Regions from separate parts of the Rattus norvegicus genome. Here region 1 is linked to region 2. A link is a contact called in public Hi-C data. All regions are on one chromosome and are shown on one strand. Each heading gives the region's core, a stretch centred on a gene start, on an enhancer-like site or on the middle of the called end of the contact. The rest is flanking DNA. Distances are from core to core; before and after follow the strand shown.

What was found. Hi-C and Micro-C count contacts between places; a contact is called where the count stands out from the background.
Region 1: a Hi-C map of liver shows a contact between it and region 2, with 3 times the contacts expected there. The contact joins two enhancer-like sites. A contact is called at or near these places in 8 of 12 Hi-C or Micro-C datasets (the A7r5 cell line, Schwann cells, frontal cortex and 4 more) and 1 of 1 datasets of contacts at active chromatin or transcription factors (oligodendrocytes).

The regions. Positions count from the first base shown.
Region 1 is chr5:51,762,484-51,765,183 of GRCr8, reverse strand. The region is part of intron 4 of Bach2 (BTB domain and CNC homolog 2); the gene reads right to left. Among named protein-coding and RNA genes, the nearest start is that of Gja10, 34 kb to the left of the region's middle. Within about 2 kb of position 1,308, at least 5 of the 93 cell types and tissues checked have an H3K27ac peak or open chromatin away from gene starts, as enhancers often do. A contact at or near this core is called in liver, where this site is marked.
Region 2 is chr5:51,444,153-51,446,852 of GRCr8, reverse strand. It overlaps a transcript of Bach2 not described here. Among named protein-coding and RNA genes, the nearest start is that of Bach2, 68 kb to the left of the region's middle. Within about 2 kb of position 1,437, at least 65 of the 93 cell types and tissues checked have an H3K27ac peak or open chromatin away from gene starts, as enhancers often do. A contact at or near this core is called in liver, where this site is marked.

The DNA.
Region 1 (2,700 bases), core at 59-2,558, 320 kb before region 2:
GCCGCCAGGACAAATGGCTCCTTTTCAGGCTCTTGGGAAGGCTTCTGCCTGTGGGGCTGCATCTCTACTAGGCCTCTGATTATGTGGAGGGCTGCTCATTTCCCTTCTATAAGCTGTGGGTCACAGGCGCTCAGATCCTACATGGTGACTCAGCCGCACGGAGGGCATCAGTCAGAGGCACAGTGTTTGGGCATCACAAAAGCTGTGCACTCCTGGGGCCCTGGGGGATTTCTCTTTCCGCTGACAGTAGAGCCATCCTACTTTAGCTCCAGACGGTTATTTGCTTTCTCTCGGAAAGAAAACATGCGACGGCCCAGATACAGGGAGAGTCTAAAGGGCTTCCGCCCTAAGCACTACTGTATTTAAAGCCACCTAGACAGCAAACACAGACCAGGTAGATAGGATGGGAGGTTGGCAGGGGAAGAAAGGGAAAATCAACAACGGCAGTGTCAAAGTCCTTGGAGCAAAAGCAAAGGCCATATGAAATTTCATCAGGGCTGCCGCCATCCAGCTGTGTCTCTGGAAGAGGGTCAGTGGAGGAGAAAATAGTCAACCATACACCTTCTTTTCTATCAGGGGGAAGGGAACCCTCACTCCTGGGGGGTGGGTTTTGGTTTTTAGATCTGCTAGCCATACAGTAAGGAAGGATTTACATGGACCAGCAGGTGGGAGCACAGACACTTAACCATAATCCTTTGCTCTTTCCAAGCCAATGGGCATTCCTGAAGAGGAGGAGCAGCCCCAGGCCTTTGCAGAGGAATATTCTCACAAGCTTTTGTGTGCACAAATATTTCCCGCACAGGGCTGGAAACCAGGTAACGTGACAGGGCCTTGGAAGGCTGAACATTTCCCAGAAGGCTCATGCCTCTGCTCTTTCCTCAAGGAAGATTAGCACAACTTACACAATTGTGTTTTAGTCAATGCTCCTGCATAACATATCCTTCCGAACTGTACTTCTCATACGAGGTGTCTACTCTCCGGGTCCCTGGAGACTGCACAGAATACACAATATGACACAACGAGACATTCTGCCAACTCCAACGGTCACCGCCACCTGTCTGAGTGGCCCGCAGTTATATCCAGTGGGCTCTCTGGGCAGGGAGGCTGCACAGCTGTTGCACCTGCAAGGTTCATAGGTGACGAATCCCTTTAGTTGTGAACTGCTCTCGCTCTCCGTTAAGGCTCTGAGGAATAGCCACTGAGTCAGCAGGCCAAATGTGAAAGAGGGCACTACAGGCCACTGCTGTGGTTTGCACAATATGTTCCTGTTGGTCGTCCCAGTCTTGCCAAAGTGTTGACTCTTCCCCTGCCTCTGGAACCCACAGGAAGTGCAGGATTAGAGGTCATTTTCTCAGTATGAGACCTACGCTGCTCACCAGCAGTGCCCAGAGGAAGGTCAGGCTTTGTGGGAGTCCCAGCTCTTTAGCAGTGTGCGAAATAGATTCCTGCAGAGTAACCAGGGACCTTTTGACCTAGAGATGGCAAAGAGCAGAGGACCTTCTGAATGGTGCATGGAAAGCTAAAATCAGCTTTCTCAGCACATCTACAGAGAGATAAGAGAGAAAGCCTGGACCAGAGAGGCTGGGCAGGCTGCAGGGAGGCCTGGGATACAGTGCATCCTTCTCCTCAGACGGACAACTGCTTGGTAACGCCTGCCTACATCCTGTAGCCTAAGCCACTCTCCCCATTCCCAGTAAAATACAACTGAAACCCCAATTTCCTATAAAGAATTCAAATATGAGACACGAGAGGAACAGCTACCACTCCTAATGCTTGTACCGCCTTGGTGCGTTTCTCCACAACGCTTGCTCTGCACGGCTTTTATGGAACGATGTCAGGGACACCCTGCCCATCTCGTCCCACCAAGCTTTTAAACACACATTTCGCTTGCCCATTGCCTCTGGTTTGCTAGGCAGAGACTACTGCTACTGAAGAAGGAGGGTGGAGAAGTAGATTTGGAAGCAAAAGCCAAAACCAAGAATCTGTTTTCTCTATGAGTCCCAGAAGAGTGGACTGTGAAACCGTTCCTGCTTCTGTATTTATCAGACAGGAGCTGGAGCCACAGGCATACAGCACCAGGCTGAGTGTGCCCCTTGGAGACCATGGCAATGGTCTGGCTCTCCAAGACCAAGAGATGTTTCTGCACCACCGTCTTTCTGCTTGTGAATCCCAGGTATCCTGGGATTCACTTCTCAGGCCACAAGGAATTAGCTCTGTGGTCTCAGAGAATCCATTCTCTCTGTCCAAGACCGCTTGAGGTTCTGTGAGTCAGAGATGATACTTGATCCACTGGGCTTCTGGGTTTGCTAGGAAGAATAAAATCAGGGATCGCCTGGTGGCGAGGGGAGGTGTGTCTTTCCTTGTCATGTGACTTCCTCTTCCAGGCATAAAGCACTAGGAAATTCAAACACTGAGCATGTTCTAGACAGCATGGAAACATTGTTTTACTCACGAATACAGTTGACTCCTATGCTGCCATTCAAAGACATCTTTCTATTAAGCAGACCAAGTGCAGACGCTTGTGAAAACATTCTCCAGTCACTGAACCATAGACATAATTTTAAGAATCTTGCATGGAAAGCTATCAAGTCAGTTGGGAAGAAAAAGGGGTTCGGTGGGAGGGGGGAGGGGGATGAGAGGTGATAATTGGGGTTGAAAATGATCAATGTTTATGGTACGGTGGTACACACCTCCAATCCC
Region 2 (2,700 bases), core at 188-2,687:
CCCCATGGATAGACTGGAGCAGGCTGGTGCGCAGGACAGCAGCAGCCCTGGCTGTGGAAGCTGGCGGCGTGCTTCCTCTCCGCCATGGCTGACTCTCATTTTCTGTGAACCCCCTTGCTGGAATCCTTTGACGGTGACTCACAGGGCAATCGGGCTACTCAGCAAGCCCACAGCCCTTCACAATAGACTGTGTAGGAGGTGCCCAGATCCTGGCGGCCTGTGGTCTGTTCAGTTTTTTCCTTTCTGCCTTCTGGGAGGATCTGCTCTTCAGCCACATTTCCCTCAAAACACAGCCCCAGAGGCAACGCTTAGTGCACAGATTTCTGAGCGATGAAATAATCCACTTTGGTTTCTTAGTCATAATGAAACTAAAAACAGTGAGACAAAAAAAACAATGGGGTCACCATCACACCTACAAAAACACGATTTCATACTCCAGTGACATAAAGAGGTCGGGAGGGGGGGTGGGGGGGAACTCAAACTAACATTTTCCAACCTTTCACTGAGAGCAGGGGCTAAAACCACATGTTTTGAAGGGCTCACACTGTGTTATTATTAGAAGTCACAATTCTATTGATACTGATGAGTCACCCCTTATCGGCGGAAACCGAGAATGTCCATCAGCATATGCTTCAGTCACTGTGGCTTTCTCTTTATTACTGGTCAGAGAGCCCTCAGGAAACTTCTCCGGGGTACCAAGAGGCTCTGTTTCAGCCCCTGCAAGGCTTTTTCCTGTGACAGCTCAGCTCGTTTGCATCATCCTCTGGGAGTCTAGGATGATCTGATCAACTCCCGTCCACAAAAGGAAGTTTGGGTAGCGACCTCAGAAAAACAGCATTTCACACTTTCCGATGAAATACCCAAACCGAGCTATGTAAACAAAACCAGCAAAGGGAGTCAGCTAAGTCAGGTGGCATCATCCTGACCCAGGGCTAGACGCTTTGTTTTTGTTTTTACATCAAGAGCCAGCAACAGATGCAAACAAAGGCTGTGGTCACCAAGGGACTGGCCTGCTAGTCACACCCCCTTACTGCCCCGCCTCCTGTTTCTGCTGCCCACAGAGATGTGGGCCAGGTCTCTGCAATGCCAAGGAAGCCCCACTTCCAATTTCATGAAGTCCTTGGGGGGGGGGGGGCTAAGTAGTTAACAGCAGGACCTCTCCTTACCCATGTGTCTGGGTTTGAAGGTTCCCAAAACAATAAAGTGAAAGTCTTATTTTCCCAGATAAACGCTATTGTGTCCTACGCTGCTTCTGCAAAGGCAGGCAGACTTCAGCGCCTGCTTCCCTGCCCGCCCCGCCAGAGGCTGTGGTGGGTAGAGGGAAGAAGACTGCCCATCAGTTCGCAGTGATCACAGACCCACAGACAGTGACCTCCCATCCCTCCCAGGCCACGCTGGCCCTGAGCACTGCAGAGCGGCCCAGGGAGCCCCACGGCCCCGGGGCACATGAGTCAGCAAGCCGCTGGTGGGAACTGCTGACTGCTCAATACTGGCATTCAGAGGTACACTGTGGGGCGAAACAAAACTGGGACACACAAGACTCTCTGCCGCCCCCCCACCGCCCCCGCCACCACCCGCTTATTATTTTCCTCTGTCAGACCAAAACATGCAGAGAGTCTACACCCTGGCTCAAAAAGAAGTTACGACCAATAATAATCAGTAGTGGTAATAAAAAAAAAAAACAACAAAAACACAAAAAACAAAACAACTCACTCTCCGTGTTTCAATGTGTGGAACAGCTGCATTCAAATCTCTTGAGCCGGTTAATTTTAACTGGCTTTAATTTTAACTAGATTTAACTGCTTTTCCTCTCCTCTGACAAATCAAAATAGCCTGCCGTATCGACCACAAGAACTGGTAACCAAAGCACGGTTCCTGTTTTTCGGAAGAGACTTGCACTCAAAGCCACAGATGAGGTGTTCAACATATGTGGGAATTGAAGTGTTAAATGGGGGAGACTGAAACTCAGACACTAACTCAGGCCCCGTGGCGCCTTTACATGGCCATCCCATGCCAGACTCTGACCTACATGCCCTCAGTTCTGCTCTCTCACTCAACACAGAATCCCAAAGTCCACGTGGAAGGTCTGGTGTTTGGAACAGAGAATGCATTTCCCCCAAAGGCGAGTGCAACTTGTCCATGAGGGAGCACGGTGGGGACAGTCCATGCTACACTCCAGCCTTTAAGGAGCATTCCAGGTTGTGCCGCTTACAGGAGGGGAAACACTACCGCAGGCAACGACAGCACCAAAATAATGAAGACAGCCCCCAACCCCCACGCCCAAGCGGCTGAGTCTGGGAAAATGTCTAATTAGCAGAGAAGGAAGGCCCAAGTGTTCCAAGAGACTTCTGCACAAAGGGGAAAGAAAGGCATTGATAGTTATCTACTGGTACGGATAGGAAGCGTCTGGAACGATCTGAGTCCCAGGAGGAAGAGGATGAAGGAAGGAAGAGAACAAAGAAGAGAAAAGCTGGTGACTAGGAAGAGGAGGTTGAGAAAAGGGGAAGGGAGGGAGAGGAGGAGGGAGAGGAGAGATAGGAGGAGGAAAGGGGTGAGGAAGACTCAGCAGGAGTTGGAAAAAGGAAGAGAAGGATGCTGAGAACTGAGGAGTCTGGGTGAAGGTTGCCATGAGGTATATTTATACTCAGGAACTACAGCGTACTCTCCACTGGACTACCCTGTTACAGAAAAACCACTCCA